Linked DNA regions of Hordeum vulgare: region 2 is linked to region 1. A link is a contact called in public Hi-C data. All regions are on one chromosome and are shown on one strand. The core of a region is the stretch at or near the end of the contact, and the rest is flanking DNA. Distances in the headings are between cores, read along the strand shown.

Evidence for each region. A called contact is a pair of places that touch in the nucleus more often than the background predicts.
Region 2: a Hi-C map of seedling shows a contact between it and region 1, with 5 times the contacts expected there. The contact joins the promoter of LOC123444410 here to the enhancer-like site in region 1. A contact is called at or near these places in 3 of 6 Hi-C or Micro-C datasets (leaf and seedling) and 1 of 1 datasets of contacts at active chromatin or transcription factors (embryo).

The regions. Positions count from the first base shown.
Region 1 is chr3H:486,555,959-486,563,852 of MorexV3_pseudomolecules_assembly, forward strand. LOC123444409 (probable sugar phosphate/phosphate translocator At1g06470) reads left to right here. Exons shown (of 12, transcript XM_045121110.1): 5 at 529-596; 6 at 901-1,001; 7 at 1,162-1,174; 8 at 1,474-1,658; 9 at 1,977-2,063; 10 at 2,154-2,248; 11 at 2,751-2,888; 12 at 2,966-3,399. The coding sequence ends at 2,874. Among protein-coding and RNA genes, the nearest start is that of LOC123444409, 7.0 kb to the left of the region's middle. Within about 2 kb of position 3,678, at least 1 of the 3 cell types and tissues checked has open chromatin away from gene starts, as enhancers often do. A contact at or near this core is called in seedling, where this site is marked.
Region 2 is chr3H:486,799,910-486,807,803 of MorexV3_pseudomolecules_assembly, forward strand. It overlaps LOC123444410 (ras-related protein RIC2-like), which reads left to right and starts at 2,767. Exons shown (of 2, transcript XM_045121111.1): 1 at 2,767-3,185; 2 at 6,721-7,334. The coding sequence starts at 2,950. The coding sequence ends at 7,150.

The DNA.
Region 1 (7,894 bases), core at 2,428-4,927:
ATTTATTGAGCAGTGTCTTGCATAACCATCATTTCTTACAGTACTGCTTCCTGACATTTGCTTAGCCTTTTCATGTTTGTATGCAAATAATTTTGCGTCCTCTTGTAACTTGTCTTTCTGACAACACTGCACCTATTTCTGTTAAATTGTCGGTTCATGGACTTCTGTTATGCTCCATATCATTCCCTTTTTCCACACGCCTGCTCATGGCGGTTGGGTTCCACTATTGATAAAAAATAACGGAGCAGCAGAGTATGCTAGTTCAGATATAAAGTTAGCCAACAGGACAAGGAGAAGTATGAAGGACAAAGGAAGAAAATTACTGCTCGAAAAACACATAAACCCCAGCAACAGCAGCAAAACAAAAACCAAGACTACGCTGATGCAAATATATCACAGCTAACTACTCAAACAAAAAAAACTCGTAGCACTAGAAACACAAAACGAATGTCAACAACCGTTGTATTCTGCGTCTCCATACCATTTTCATGTTATTAATCAAAGATTTCCCTTTTTTTTTCTCTGAAGGCTAGAGAAGCCGAGCTTTAACATTCTTGGAATCATGCTGATTGTTTCTGTTGGAGTTCTACTGACAGGTAAAGTCATAACTGTACATCAACAGCTTATATTAGTTGCTGCATGCATCGCTCAGATGCAGAGGCCGGGGGTCTTCCTCCTTTTCTAAAAAAAACAGCTTATATTAGTTTTTCCGAAGTGATATGCTTCTGTGCTTTCCTGGAGAGCCCAGAAAAAGACCTCCTAACTAGTTTTTTACTTGATTAGATTTTTGGCACTGTAATTTGTGGGCCTAATTTTGCATCTGACTCTATTTTCTTAAATTTCTCTTATGTGAATTCATCATCTTAACTGTGGACTGTGGTAATAATGTTCCTCTTGCAGTTGCTAAAGAGACACAGTTTAACCTTTGGGGATTTATATTTATTATGCTTGCTGCTGTCATGTCTGGTTTCCGCTGGTGCATGACACAGATTCTCCTCCAGGTTTGTCAGTGTAATGTACTTCCAATTTTCTTTTGTTCTGAACATTTGTGATTGGACATGGTAATATGCCTTATTAATCCTATGTTCTACTTCCCTTTCATTACTGTCTTGACTGAACGTTTCTTTTCCCCTCCTCATGTGTCCCTTAAATCCGCTCAAGAAAGAGGAATATGGTATGCCTTCTACCTTAGCTTCTTGTCCAGTGAGAGGAAATTGTAAATACTGTTCATTGTTGTCTTAGCATCTCATTCTTGAAAACTGAAAAGCAGTGAGATTAGCTTTATTAATTTCAGGCACACATATGATTTATGTCTTTTCATTGGACACCTGTTTTTGTTTAAAATCTGAGTTAGTAGCGATCATGTGCATTGTTTTCTCTTAAAAATATCAAAATGATAATATCGAACGTGGTTTGTTCAATAAATATGTAATGTAGCATCCTTTACAGCATCATTTTTATTGTGTTATGCAGGATTAAAGAACCCCTTTACCTTAATGAGTTATGTTACCCCGGTGATGGCAATAACAACTGCAATTATTTCCATTGCCATGGATCCATGGCATGAGGTCAGAGCAAGTCACTTCTTTGATAGTCCAGCTCACACATTAAGAAGCATCTTATTGATGCTTCTAGGTGGTGCTTTGGCATTCTTCATGGTATGGATCAGCTCTTTCCTGGGAAGTACAACATTTATGCCGCAGCATTTGATTACCCATCATTACATTTGTCATGTAAAAAATCCTTTTCTTTTTCGCTGGAACCAGTCAATATACTGTTGGTTCTTACTATTTCATTTTTTTCAAGCCCCGAGAGTATGAATACTTGTAATAACCAATAAGTGCTGTTTGCGGTCATCTATTGTTGGTTTGTCGTTAAGACATGCTTGCAAAGTATTCTTGTTGGTATCTGTAGAAGAAAGTACTCTTTTTAGCATTTTTTATCTGGTTTATAATCACTTAATTTGTTCTTTGAAGGTTTTGACAGAATATGTTCTCGTTTCTGTAACAAGTGCTGTAACAGTGACCATAGCTGGGATTGTCAAGGAAGCTGTCACAATTTTGGTATTGATTTCCCACTCTATAATTACTTTCAATGAATTTATCTTTGTTCATGCATATAAGTGTGACTTGTGATGCCAAACAATCCGACAGGTTGCTGTGCTTTTCTTCAATGATCCATTTACCTGGTTAAAGGGATTTGGACTAGCAACAATTATATTTGGTGTCAGCCTTTTCAATCTGTACAAGTGAGTTGAAATTCATTTTTTCTATGTTCAAATATTTGTTGTTCCAAGTTATCTTATTACCAGTCTGTATTTTACGACTCACTGAATCAACTTCAGATTTCTTACTATGTTTACATGCCAACTTTTTTGGGGAGTAAATTTTTTAAGAGGAGTCAAACTTATTTATTTGCTGCTGTCCACATTTTTTTTCTTCTTATTTGCAAGTCAATGAACTTGCTATGTCATGCCACCTTGTACAGAGAGAAATGCAATAAAACTAACTACTACTCCCTCCTTCCCAAAATAAGTGTCGCAAATTTAGTACAAAATAAGTGTCGCAAATTTAGTACAAATTTAGTACTAAATTTGCGACACTTATTTTGGGACGGAGGAAGTATAAAAGAGCCATAAGAAAACACTGATCATAATTTGACTACGAAAGCATAAAGTGGGAATATAAGAGTAAGTTAATTTCTGATGTGTTAGTATGGTTATTCTGACTATTCTCTTGTGATATATGAAGGTATCATAAATTCAGGAAAGACCACCACAGTAAACATGTTGACCCAAATTTCCATTCTTCCAATGGTGCCTCAAAATATGTTATCATTGATGATGATATTGAAGATCAGGATGATACAGGCTGATCCAAGTATAGAAGGTGGATAATTGAATGAATAGTTTACATTGTTTGCTATCAGTTCGACATCCGCATTCATTACATTTTCTCCTTTCCAGACAGCGGACCATTTTAGGGGCTGGCGTATACGGCTCAGGACACTGTCACCGACTTTACATCGCTTGGTTTCGGAGGCACCAGTGCTTGCTTGTGTGTTCTTCCACGGCTTTGTGGAGTTATGCTGCATATGCATGGGCATGATGATGATCATGCATAAATCATGTCGCTGATTGAGGAGGGACACACTGATACAAGTAGAAGAAAGATTTTGTTACTCGGAAACAAAAATAGTGCATACCAAGAGCTGTGCAGAAATTGTATATTATATATTGAGAATAAGAATATTTTGCGGTCCGTTAGAAATACAGCCGCTGCGCATTTTACTGGGAGTGTGAAGAGCTCAATTTTGGTGCAACTTGTGAGCCCACCACATATATTGGCATTGCAAAACATATGTTGTTTACTGAGAATGAAAGAAATTAGATTGATGATATATGTTGTACTCCTTAATGTTTTCGCTCATTGACTACACGAGAAAGTGTATATCTTCAGCGCCAAGTTAGAGGATTTCACTTACGAAACTGATACCTTGTTCACTCTTAAATCGCTCTTGCCCGCCTTTATATCTGCCATTTTAGTTATTTCATCAGCATATTATAGCCTGGCTAATGGGTAATGTTCTGTGGTCTGGATGTTCTCCCCACCGTTGTAGCAGCTCGAGGCCAGATTTTCCATCTGCATTCAGCTTTAAATATAGGGTGTGTTTGGTTGCTCACAGACCCATGTAGGTTCGGGGGTGTAAATGTTATCGTTTTGTTTAGCTGGCTTGCATTGTACAGTACAATGTGCACGAATGTTAAAGCACTCCTCAGCCTGGCAGGGGAAGAATGCGGCGGTAATCCATCTCTCAGCCCGGCAGTACCACGTTTTGGACTAAAAAAATGTTTAAAAAATTCAATTTTTTTTCTGATGCAAGATGTTCTTATGTGTTAACTCCCTGCAATTTTTTGCGAAGTTTGAACATTCAGGAGCTTGCGGTAAAAAAACAAAATCATGCATGAATAGTGCCATTTTCAAAAGTTTCTCACACATCCTCGAATATCAAAACTTCACAAAAATTTACAGGGAGTTCACACATAGAAGCATCTTGCATCTTTTTAAACATTTTTTATACCTCAAAACGAGGCACTGTTCATGCCCGGGCTCATCTGAGCCCGGAAGCCAAAACGCCGTGTCCTGCGGCCGAATTGGTAGCTCTAGTGAGTCAGGCTTCGCGCGCGCAGGGAGGGGAAATGCAGTGGTGGAGCTCATGCGAGGAAGGGGATGGCGTGAGCTCAAGCTCATCGCTGAAAAAACGGCGACGATGATTTCATCACCTCCCACTGATTGCCTGATCGTCGTCTTCTCCGAGTTGTTCTCTACTTTCTCCTCACTCTTTCGATGGCTGTAAGTAGCATCACATTTTACTTGTTGTAGCTTAGATCTGTGAGCATATTGTAGATTAGAACATATATGGAGGTAGTATGGTAGGTTATGCAAGTATTGCTTCATGGTGTTCTATGATGATGTGGTAAATTAGATGTTAGTGGTGCCATTTTTTTGGTACGGTATGTTCTTTGTGGGCGTTGATGATGTTCATGGTGTTTATAGTAGATGTTGTAGTGTGTTGAGCTTCGTGAACACTCGGTGATAGTATGGTAAAGGTGGTGTTGTCTTCAGCTTCATGATCATCAATGTGTAATGTGCTACATGTGTTGTTCTTGTTCAGCTAGTCCTGATGCTAACCATTGTAGACATTGACCGACAAAGACTTTAGTGAGACCCTTGTTTTATTGGGCACCCAAATATTTTGCTCTTATGTTGAGGACTCCTCACTACTGCAGGAAGGTACTAAGACGACACATGCATCTGGGACATTTCGATCAAACTGTGTGTGGTTCATGAATCGCAAACGGTATAATCTTAGCTTCGTCGTCAATGACAAGAACTGTGTGCAATGGTTGATCCACCAGACACGATTCAGATGAGACTTGCGTGTGCGATACATGGCATACAGTTGTTTCATATGAACTGGTTGCGATTAGCCAATATAACACAATTGGCTATGCAGATCCAGATGTGTGCGATAGAGGGCACACAGTTCACTTGGTTAAACCGTGTGAGATGATACAACAGAGCACAAACGATTTTGCGTAAGAAGATGTGTGTGATACCTGACAAACAGGTCAATAATCATAATCGCGCGGGAATACCGATAATAATACAAACGATCCCTCCTAACAAGTTGTGTGTCTGTTGTGTACAGACGGTTGCTGGTAAACAATTACCAGCGACTGATGAAATAATTACCGACGTGTTCCTTAGTTTAATCGTATGAGATATAATTTTCTCTGTTTGCACAACATCTATGATGAGTCTGCGAAGGGATCAGCCACCGAGAAGTCATATATCGGCTTGATACAGTGACTTCCAAATAATGTGTCATTTGAAGTTCCAAACTGAATTTCAGCTTCTGTAGATCCTTTTCCATTAAGCTATAGACGCACTCGATGAATAGCAAACCATTCATTTCGGCGCACTAAATATAGGGCAAACCTGATTACCTTGACCACCCTTGCTTTGTGAAAAAAATAACCCGACGATTTCAATTTCTAGTATGGTGCCTCAGTACCGGTTGAAAGTAATTTCTTTGAGATGGAAATCAAAGCATTCGACGTGATTGTTATATTGCGCCACATTTTTCACTCCTCGACCTACTTTTATGTGCAAACGAAGACAACATATGAGTGCCTAGATGCAGTTTTGAATACTACGTGCATCTTTAATTTGTAGGATTTCTAAAGTACACTAGTATATTGACATGTGATCTTCAATCGTTCATGATTAACATCTCAAAAATATGTATTGGAATCCTACAAATTTCCTTTAGAAATCATAGTACATTTATCATCGTAATCATAGGTAAATTACCAACAAATTGAACTCCATTATGGTTAACAATTAACAGAAAGGGAGCATCACCTTGATGCATGGCTTCTTCATGTTCTAAAAGCATATAAAGATTCTAATAACTTCATCCATATTGGGGCCGATGGGTTGTAGTGCCAGGTTCTTCACTGTGTGTAGAGACAGGGTGAAGCACGTGGGAATTAATTTCTAGACGATAGCCAAACATATATCAACAAAAAATAGATAAAACACGATGTACAATAAGAAGAAGGAGGAGAAGAAGAAGATTGTTGTACCTGAATAGACATGGATCCAATAACAAGTTCGAAGAATTCAACACACGAATAGCCCAACACTGTCAATTTCCGTGCGTCAGTGACCCTGATTCTAGTTGGACCTTCTTTATAAAGTAGAAACAATCTCTTAAGGAAAGGTGCATTCTCAATGACCATATCATGAAACACCTCAACTGACCGTATGTTGCGGCACCAGCCATGCACATAAATGGTACAGGCATTTGTCATAGCGATGTGGAGGCTAATGAACCCAAACATCACCTAAAGACGAAGGTATTCGAGCGTTGTCATCCCCTGCCCTAGGTTGTCATAGCGACATATTCCATAATAAAGGTTGCTATCCTAAGGAGCAATATAAAGTGACGTTCATTTACATTAAGAGCTTGTGCATCCAAATAAAAAATGCATGACAACCCCTGCTTCCCTCTACGAAGGGCATATCTTATACTTTCATGTATTTACTTTTATGCAAGAGTCATTAATGTGCATCCCTATTCCATCCTTCTTTACTCTCTACTTGGCAAGCATCATGTGCTAGGGAAAGATTCAGACATATATATCCAGCTGGATATAGGTGATCACGAGTCATTATTGTTGACATTATCCTCGAGATAAGTAGTTGGGTGGTTAAAAATTATAAACCATGTGTTAGGTTGATGCTTTTGTTTCAAAAATATGACATGAGTATCAACAATCATAGAAGACTATATGATAGTTGAGTATGTGAACTTGCTAAACAAAGTTCTGCCATAGACTCCTTTTGAAACATGATGAATTGCAATTGTTTCAATGACTAAGAATATAGCTTGTTAGTTTTCAATAAGGTTTGTGGTTCATACTTTAGCGTGTGAATAGCTTATCACGTGTTCATGAGAAATATATTGCTGCTCTCACAATGTCATGATTCCGTTATGTTCGTATTTTGTTTTTATTTACACCTCTCTCTCTAATCATATGGTCATTATTATCGAGTTTGGCTTTCGCTTGAGGATAAGCAAGGTCTAAGCTTGGGGGAGTTGATACGTTCCATTTTGCATCATGATTTCCTATTGATATTTATAATATTTTCAAGCATTATTTTATTTTAAATACTTATATCTTTTCTCTCTTATTTTATAAGGTTTACACAAAGATGGAAATCACCAAAAACTGGAATTCTGTACCTGAAAGGCTACGGAAAAGTTGGAAAGTTTTTGGACTCCAAATTACCTGAAACCTCATGAAGAATTTGTATGGAATATATAAGAATTATTGAAGCAAAGAAGTACCAGAGGGTTCCCACCACCTGCCCACAAGGTAACAGCCCCCCCCCCCCCCCCCCCCCGCGGGCGTGCCCTGATGCCTTGTGGGTCTCACAGGCGGCCCCGAGTGCCCATCTTCTGCTATATGAAGGGTTTTGACCAAGAAAAAAAAATAAGAGGAATACTTTTGGGTTGCAGCGCTACCATCTCGAGGTGGAACCTTGGCAGGAGCACTTTTTCTCTATGACACAGCGATTCTGTCAGGGAAACTTCTCTCCAGGATGGGGAAATCAAAGCCATCGTCATCACCAACGCTTCCTCCTTCATGGGAGGACCAATCTTCATCAACATCTTCACCATCACCATCTCATCTCAAACCCTAGTTCATTTCTTGTATTCAATCTTTGTCTCAAAACCTCAGATTGGTACCTGTGGGTTGCTAGTAGTGTTAATTACACCGTGTAGTTGAAGCTAGTTGGCTTATTGGCTAGAATATTATTTG
Region 2 (7,894 bases), core at 1,517-4,016, 240 kb after region 1:
TTTATTTAAAAATATATATTAATTCTTAATAGATGCGAGATGATTAACACATATATTAGGGGGTTTTATGTAAAACTGAAAAAACGGTTCATAGTCATTTAAAAATGGACTGCGGGTTAGTTTGGATTAAATATAGGGGTTTTGCGTAAAATATAAAAAATGGTTTGACCTGACTTACAGAAGGACCGTTGGTTAATTAGTTGAAAACACATGGACTTTTTTATAAAAACATCAACGACGTATTACCAGAAGCCGTCTTTGCTTTATTATTAGGTAAATATTATTCAATACTACCTTACAAAATAAAACATCAATCCTTGGGCGACAAAAATCACTCTCCCTACAAACTTGATGATAATAGTGGTCATGATGAGGGTCGTCTTCCTCACCTCACCCCTACACATACCATCTAAAATAGAAGTATCGATCCAGCAGACCGTTAATGCACACTACATGTGCACGCTTCAAAGTCATCGTTACGCCTTGTGCAAACCTATCTTCGATGCATGATCAATGAAATGATCTTGTTAGCTTGCCGCCAATGCCACCATGATGTGAGCGCTACCGCCCTGCACTCGACCATCATAAGAGTCCGTCGTCAAGACCCGGCTACACCATACCACTCAGACTCGTCGTCTTTGTCTCATGAAGACCACACCGCACCACCTTAGGAACCCTCGGCAAGCAAATGCTCCAAAAATCGATGCCCGTGGGAAGGGAAAACGGCTCCGTGTGTCGCCATCGTCCGATCCACAAGACCCTGATCCGTGATTCCCCTCAAAGCAGTATGGATGGGAAGAAGACAACCACATGAACGAAATGATGCAAATATTCATCGTCCGCCAAGACCGAAGTCGACACGATTTTTATGAGCGGATCCGTGAACGCACAACTGGCCTCCGATCCACAAACTCTGGAAGGTTACATGTCTCCCATATCAAGCGTCGTGGACACCGGAGAAAGCTCAGCCGCCACGTGACTCCGGCGACGAATCCAGTTACGAGATCCCTTGATCCACCGCCCTAGGCACTGTCAAATGAAGCCACCTCTTGCTCCGTTATCCCCAATGGAGACGATGCTATCGCCGTCGCGTCCGGAGCCGCTGCTTTGGGGCCCTCGTGTAGTAGATCTCTACCAAGTCCGCCATCCCCATGTTGTCCCCGGAGCACCACCACGAGGATCAGTCGCAGTAGGAAGATCTCGCATCGCCATGACCGCCCCAATAGGAAGTCGTGCCACAGTCGCGTGTCGCGAAATCCCTGTCGTCCCCTTCACCGACGGCACATGGACTTACCCGACGGTCACCTTTAAGGATTGCGAGGGGAGATGAGAACGGGAAGGGGGTACCGGCGGCAGGGGCTAGGGTTAGCGCCCCCATCGTCCTGGAGGAGGCGATGCGAGGGAGCCACACCTTGTGATGAACTTGCTACTACCTACTAGTCCCTCAACTAATACAAAGTGAGGGAATACACTTTATTTCTCGTTCTCTGCTAGCATCTCAAAGATATTATAGCATCTACAATAGAAGATGTAGATGCAAAAAATAACTAGCTTTTGCAGCTTCGAGGCCCCAAAACGCCGCTTCAAGACATTATGCAGATACAAAAAAAATACATCTGCGAGATGTATCCTATACCACTTTGTGGTGCAATTTTGCATCTTCAACTCGAGGAGATGTAAAGTCGCGTCCGTCCACCAACCACCCAACCGCCACTTCCTTTCCCTTCCGCGCGACCGGCTGCGGCCGCCCAACTCCGCTGCCAGCCAAATCCACTTCAAATCGTCGCCGCTGTCCACCGCCCGACGCCCACACGGGCCCGCCGTTACTTCGCCACCCCACCCCTCGTCCCCAGCCGCTTACCTCGCCCAGGCGCCGCCCAGAGCCGTCGATTCAGTTTCAGCCGTCGATGAATCGAAGTTTCTTCGACGCCCGCGGCTGGCCTAAATGCCTTCGCGTGTGAGGTCTACGATGGGGTAGGCTTCATCCAAGATTAGACCCGTGCCCCCTCCCCCCGCGAGAGATAGTGAAGGCACGCCACTTCGTCTGCTTGATGGCCGCAAGCCTTGCCGTTCTTCCGGCCGTGCGAAGACGCACGCCTGCCACACAGAGCTCCCGACGACACCGGCCATCTCTTTAGTTGTGCAGTCCCCGCCGCTTGCAACCGTTGCCGGCTGTACAGCGGCCGTGCGACGGTCGGTCAGTTTTGCATCTCCAGTTTACATCAACTATTGGAGTTGCCCATTTACATTATCGTTTTACATCATCTGTTGAGGTTGAAACCTTTTTAAAAATATAAAATCACTTTTTGATGATGTAAATTCTATAGCACCTACTTTTGCATCTTCAAATATACATGTTCCAAATGGATCTACATCTTGACTCTCGAGGTAGAGCACAATTTTACACTAAGGTTTAGTTGAAAGCAATGTTTTGTTTCTAAACCTCGGTATTTTAATACTACAATTTTTTATACAATGACAATGTATACTGTAGTTTATGAAAACAATGACATGTTTGGCAATCGAAATATACAGTGTCGTAATAATACTGCAAAAATACTACAGTTTTATGTATATTGTAGTTTATAATACTACAATTTTAATCAGACCCAAACACCTCAAAGTATTTAAAATCATTGTATTTTGACTGTAGTATTCTTGAAATACTTTAAAAATAGTTTGGAACCAAACACAGCCTAAATCATAAAACTGCAGGGGGTTTCGTGCACAAGAACGGCGCACCAAATAAATATTTCAGATTTATTACGACTGCGTAGCAGCAGCAAGGCAGCAAACCCAGTTCACACGGTGTCGCTGTCGCCCATTACTGCTCCGTCGTCGTCCACAGCGACGCCAACGCTGCACCCAGCCAGACCCCGCGAGATCCAGAGCCTAGCACTAGCTGGCCGGGGAGGAGGAAGGTCCAGGACCCGCGAGACAGGCAAGGGGATGGCGGGCAGCGGAGGCGGCGCCTACAGGGCGGAGGACGACTACGACTACCTCTTCAAGGCGGTGATCATCGGCGACTCCGGCGTCGGCAAGTCCAACCTGCTCTCGCGCTTCACCAAGAACGAGTTCTGCCTCGAATCCAAGTCCACCATCGGGGTCGAGTTCGCCACCCGCAGCCTCCAGGTCGACGGCAAGGTCGTCAAGGCCCAGATTTGGGACACCGCTGGCCAGGAGAGGTGCTTGCTCGCCTCCCATCTCTTAATTACTAACTCCTGCCACTTCCTGTTAGTAGCTGTTCAAATCGCTGGTAGTAGTATGCTCGCCAGTATGGATTTGCTTGCTTCCTGATCTGTTTCTTCGGACCCAGGATGCTACCTTCGCTTGGCCATTCATTTGCTCTATCAAATTAGTTTGGTGATGCTGGTAATCTGGTGATTGCTTCATTTTTGTTGCCAGTCTAGACGATCTTGGTATAGTGTGGATCGGAGTGGAGTAGTAAAGCAGTGGCAAATACCAAATGAAGTACTATTGCTTGGTACCCCAACTCAGGTCTGCGTTTCACTTGATTCGTCCTCTAGGTTAGATCGGACACCTACTTGTGATTTAGCTGTTGGACTTTCGTTTCTTACATCTTAGAGTTTAGTGGTTTGGGGTTGAAACCATTGTTGTTGTTCTAGACTTCTAGTGGCTGTGGTGTCTTCTTTTATTGGAGTTCATACATAAACCAGTGGAGAGATGCATCGTGGAATTGTTGGATTATGCACCAGCACACTTGGTGTGACCATGCGAGGGGTGTGATTGGAGAAGGAAAGGTGTGTCACAGGTTTTGGAAGATCTGTTGGTGTGGCCTTGGCGATGAAATGACCACTGCAGAGGGTTATTCTTGCTAGATCTCAGAATAGAAATTGCCACAGAATCACTACGTTTCTGAATCATGTGGGGGTATAATTACACTCGTACAACATAAGTTGGTTCCCAACTTATCTGGCCTGTAGCACGATACAAATGATTTCGATCAGCTAGCTGTCTAGCCAGCAACTGCAGCAGCAGGTCATCGAGACCACTTTAGAGCAGCAACATTCACACAAAAAGAGGGGATGCAGAAAATAAGGAGCAGTTTCGATGCATCATCAGGAAACCCACTGCCTACACTCGGCTCGGACACAGGTTATAGGACGAAAACCTGATTGCGGAAAATAAGGAGCAGTACAAATTGTGACAATAACAGTCTTGATTTGATTTTTTTTTTTTGCTATGCTGTGTGTACAGACTATAGACATACATAAGTCTTTGGTTCATCAAGGGAATTCTTGCCTAATTGATAGAATGATAGGACAAAATGATAGCTCTGTGATTCCCGTTTGAGAATAGAGTGTTCACTAGGAAACAGCTCACACAAATTTGTTTTGTCCATCAACAAATGACTCACATGCTACTGGAACTTGCAAATTGAGAAATTAGATCTGAATGCCATGCAACTGTAATGGGAGACAATCATACAACGCAAAATACAAAATAGGCTAGGGTGGAAAAAAGGACCGCGCCCCCGCATCGTCCCCTGGGGTGACTTGGGTGGCTCCGCCCCTGCCGCTGCTCCAAGCCCCCGCCACGCCTTACTCCCCTCGCCGCTGCCAACCGGACCCCCCCCCCCCCCCCGCAAAGCCCCAGACGGTGGTTGGCGGCGGCGGGTTCTTCTGCATGCCATTTGTGCTCCCACGCATAATTGCCCCTACGCGGATCTCACTTCACCGCGCTGGGTATGCTCTGCCGCCGGCTCGGCCTGCCTCCCCAGCCATGGAACTTCTCATCGTGGGCCGTTGGACACCTTGGCTTCGGTCCTTAGTGTTGTTTCTGGTGGAGGTAGGTGTGCCTGCTTCACGTCCAGGACGGAGCGTCGAGCGTGGCGGCGCGGTGCGGGCTCAGGGCTTGGCCCTGGCGGCGTGGTGGCTGTGTGGAACGGGCTAGGCGCGCCCAGGGCAGCGGCGGGGCTCTGCCAGATCAATTATGGCCTACTTCGGTTGGTGTGCCTTGGGCGGCGCGGGACTGTGGCAGTGCGGGTCGGCCATGTCCAATGGATGGCTTGAGGTTGTCGTGGTGGGGTGACGGTGTCGGCTGCTAGGCACCACGGTGGTGCTGACGCCTGGCCTGACGGAGACAGGCAGGCTGGATCAGTGCGGCGTGGGGGCCTACTACCGTGATTTGACCAAGGTGGCGGTCCTTGTGCTCTTCTCGCATCACGACAACGACATGCAAGATCAGTCCTCCTTGATCTGGCCATTGACGTGTTCCGGGACGACCGTCGGAGATCTTGCCCATGATTTCTAGATCGGTTAGATTCCAGTCGTGCATGCCCATATCAGCCTATGAGGTTCTGAGGGCGTGGCATGAAGCTCTGTTGGACACCTTGGGATATGTCGGCTTCTCGATTTCCATGGTGAAGACAGCGATGGAGAAGGTCATGGCGGCCAAGATCGGAGAATCAGTTAGACAGTCGGAGCCTTGGAGGCAATGGAGTCAGCCTGGTGTCAGATAACTCTCAGGAGCAGCAGTGATAAGTGGGGGCGGCAACACTGGCGGTTTTCATTTTTGGGGTCTCCTCAGGTGCCGAGCCGTGACTTTCAAGGTGAAAACCTGAGGTCTGACCTTCATTGGTCGTGCCTGGCTATTACCTTGTTCAAGGAATTGTTTTGAGAGCGTGGACTTTCTCCGGGGTTAAAACCCAAGATCTTTGATCCTGCAACAACGACGCTTGTGCAGTGTTCCCTTCTTGGAGGCATTACTTTTGGAGACCTTTTATGTTTTTTGGGTGTTGTATTAGGTGGTGGAAGGTGTGCTGCTGTTGAGAGGAGTCGATCGCTATGGCGGGACCTTTCTTTTTTTATTTTCTTGTTTGGTTGTGTGTATCCTGGATGTCCTTGTGACATCTTGTAGGTGTAGAGGCTGGATGTAATTGGTATCTTCGCAATATTAATATATTCCCCCCTTTCAAAAAAAAGGCTAGGGTGGAAACAGATACTTTTCTCTAATTTATCAATAAAACTCGCCTATTATTACATTTTTCCACGGCGGTTTATTTTCCCTTTGTATGATGTCTAACTCATGGTATACTTGTGGGATATCTTCTGTTTAGCGCGTTAATACATGTACCTTGTAAGTCCAGTATCCCCTCTCCTATTCTTCAAGACACCTTGATTACCATTTAGATATAGACTCGTACTTGCCAACATTTGTTCTGCTTCACCGCTGGCTTCTTAGAGATAGACTCGTATGCTTTTACCGAAGGAACATTACTTGTTACTTCTATGACCTCTGAGGATACTGACTATGAAGTTTCGAATTGTTGCTCAAGCCCACCATGTTGCTGTTGTTTATCTGGTTTTGGTGGAGAGGAAAAATTGTGGCTGCCTATCCCATGTCTCTTGCCCTTATCGGTGGCACCGCTAGCAGTTGCCACATGAATTCAATTATTCTGTAGTTTCATCACTAACAAAGCTTTCATCCTTGACATACAAAGTGTATATTTTATGACATTTGACATGGAAATACCACCTTGGCTAAGAGATCGTGCCATTCATTCTGAGATCTGCTGCATTGTATGATATTCGATGTTCACAACATTTATTTTAACTCTTGTACGTAATTGCTGTTTCTGTAGATCATTTTTAGCACGACTGGTGGAATCAACACTAGGTCACTAGTAGCACCCTTTTTTTTCCATCCCTTTTTAGCTCAGTTATATGATTGCCTGATATTTTTCTGTTCTTTTCTCAGATACCGTGCTATTACGAGTGCCTATTATAGAGGAGCAGTAGGTGCGTTGCTGGTGTATGATGTCACTCGCCGTGCTACATTCGACAATGTGGCGCGCTGGCTAAAAGAGCTAAGAGATCATACTGACCCTAGCATTGTTGTCATGCTAGTTGGCAACAAATCTGACCTTCGCCACTTGGTGGCTGTTTCAACTGAAGATGGGCAGGAATATGCTGAGGCGGAGTCACTGTACTTCATGGAAACATCTGCATTAGACGCGACAAATGTAGACAACGCTTTCTCAGAAGTTTTGACTCAGATATACCGTATTGCGAGCAGGAAGACGGTTGATGCAGGAGACGACGGCTCATCTGCCCCAAGCAAAGGGGAGAATATAAATGTGAAAGACGACGTGTCTTCGCTGAAGAGAGCCGGCTGCTGCTCAAGTTAGGGTATAGATGCATTATTATTTGTTACGTTTTCTACCAGTTGGTGTATCTTGTATTGCAACAAAACAGATTTACTGATTCTCTCATTTTGCTGCGGTTATGGTGATGGTTAGGTTGGTTCAGCTTTCACCTGAAACTGGTATGTCAGATTGATTATGATATTCTGCAAGTAATTTGTTTACAGTAGGATCTGAGCAATATCTCACTGTTTATTTTTATTGGAATCATGTAGGAATACTGCATGTTAGTAAGATAAAAATACTCCCTCCGTTTCTAAATATTAGTCTTTTTCGAAATTTCATTAGGTGACTACATATGAATGTATATAAACATACTTTAGAGTATAAATTTACTCATTTTGTTTCATATGTAGTCCTCTAGAGAAATCTCTAAAAAGACTTATATTTAGAAACGGAGGGAGTAGAAAGTACCAGCAGGCTAAGAATCCTGCATAAGTACAGAAAACACACTAAAAAGGACCTCGGAACTGAACACGCAAAATTGAACATTTCCATCACTAGCAGTGGCCCATTGGTGAGCATCGTCATTCATTTGCAATTGGTGTCTGTTCAAACTTAAGCTGTGTTTGATTGAGTTGCAGATTCTGTAAAAGTTGTGGGAAGCTGTGAGTTTCAGCTGTGGACAAGTTGAAAGCTGTTTGACTGATACAACCGTGAAACTGTAGATTTGACTGTGAATTGTCTGTAATGATCCTGAGTTGGGAGTCAATATTTTTATGTTCATAT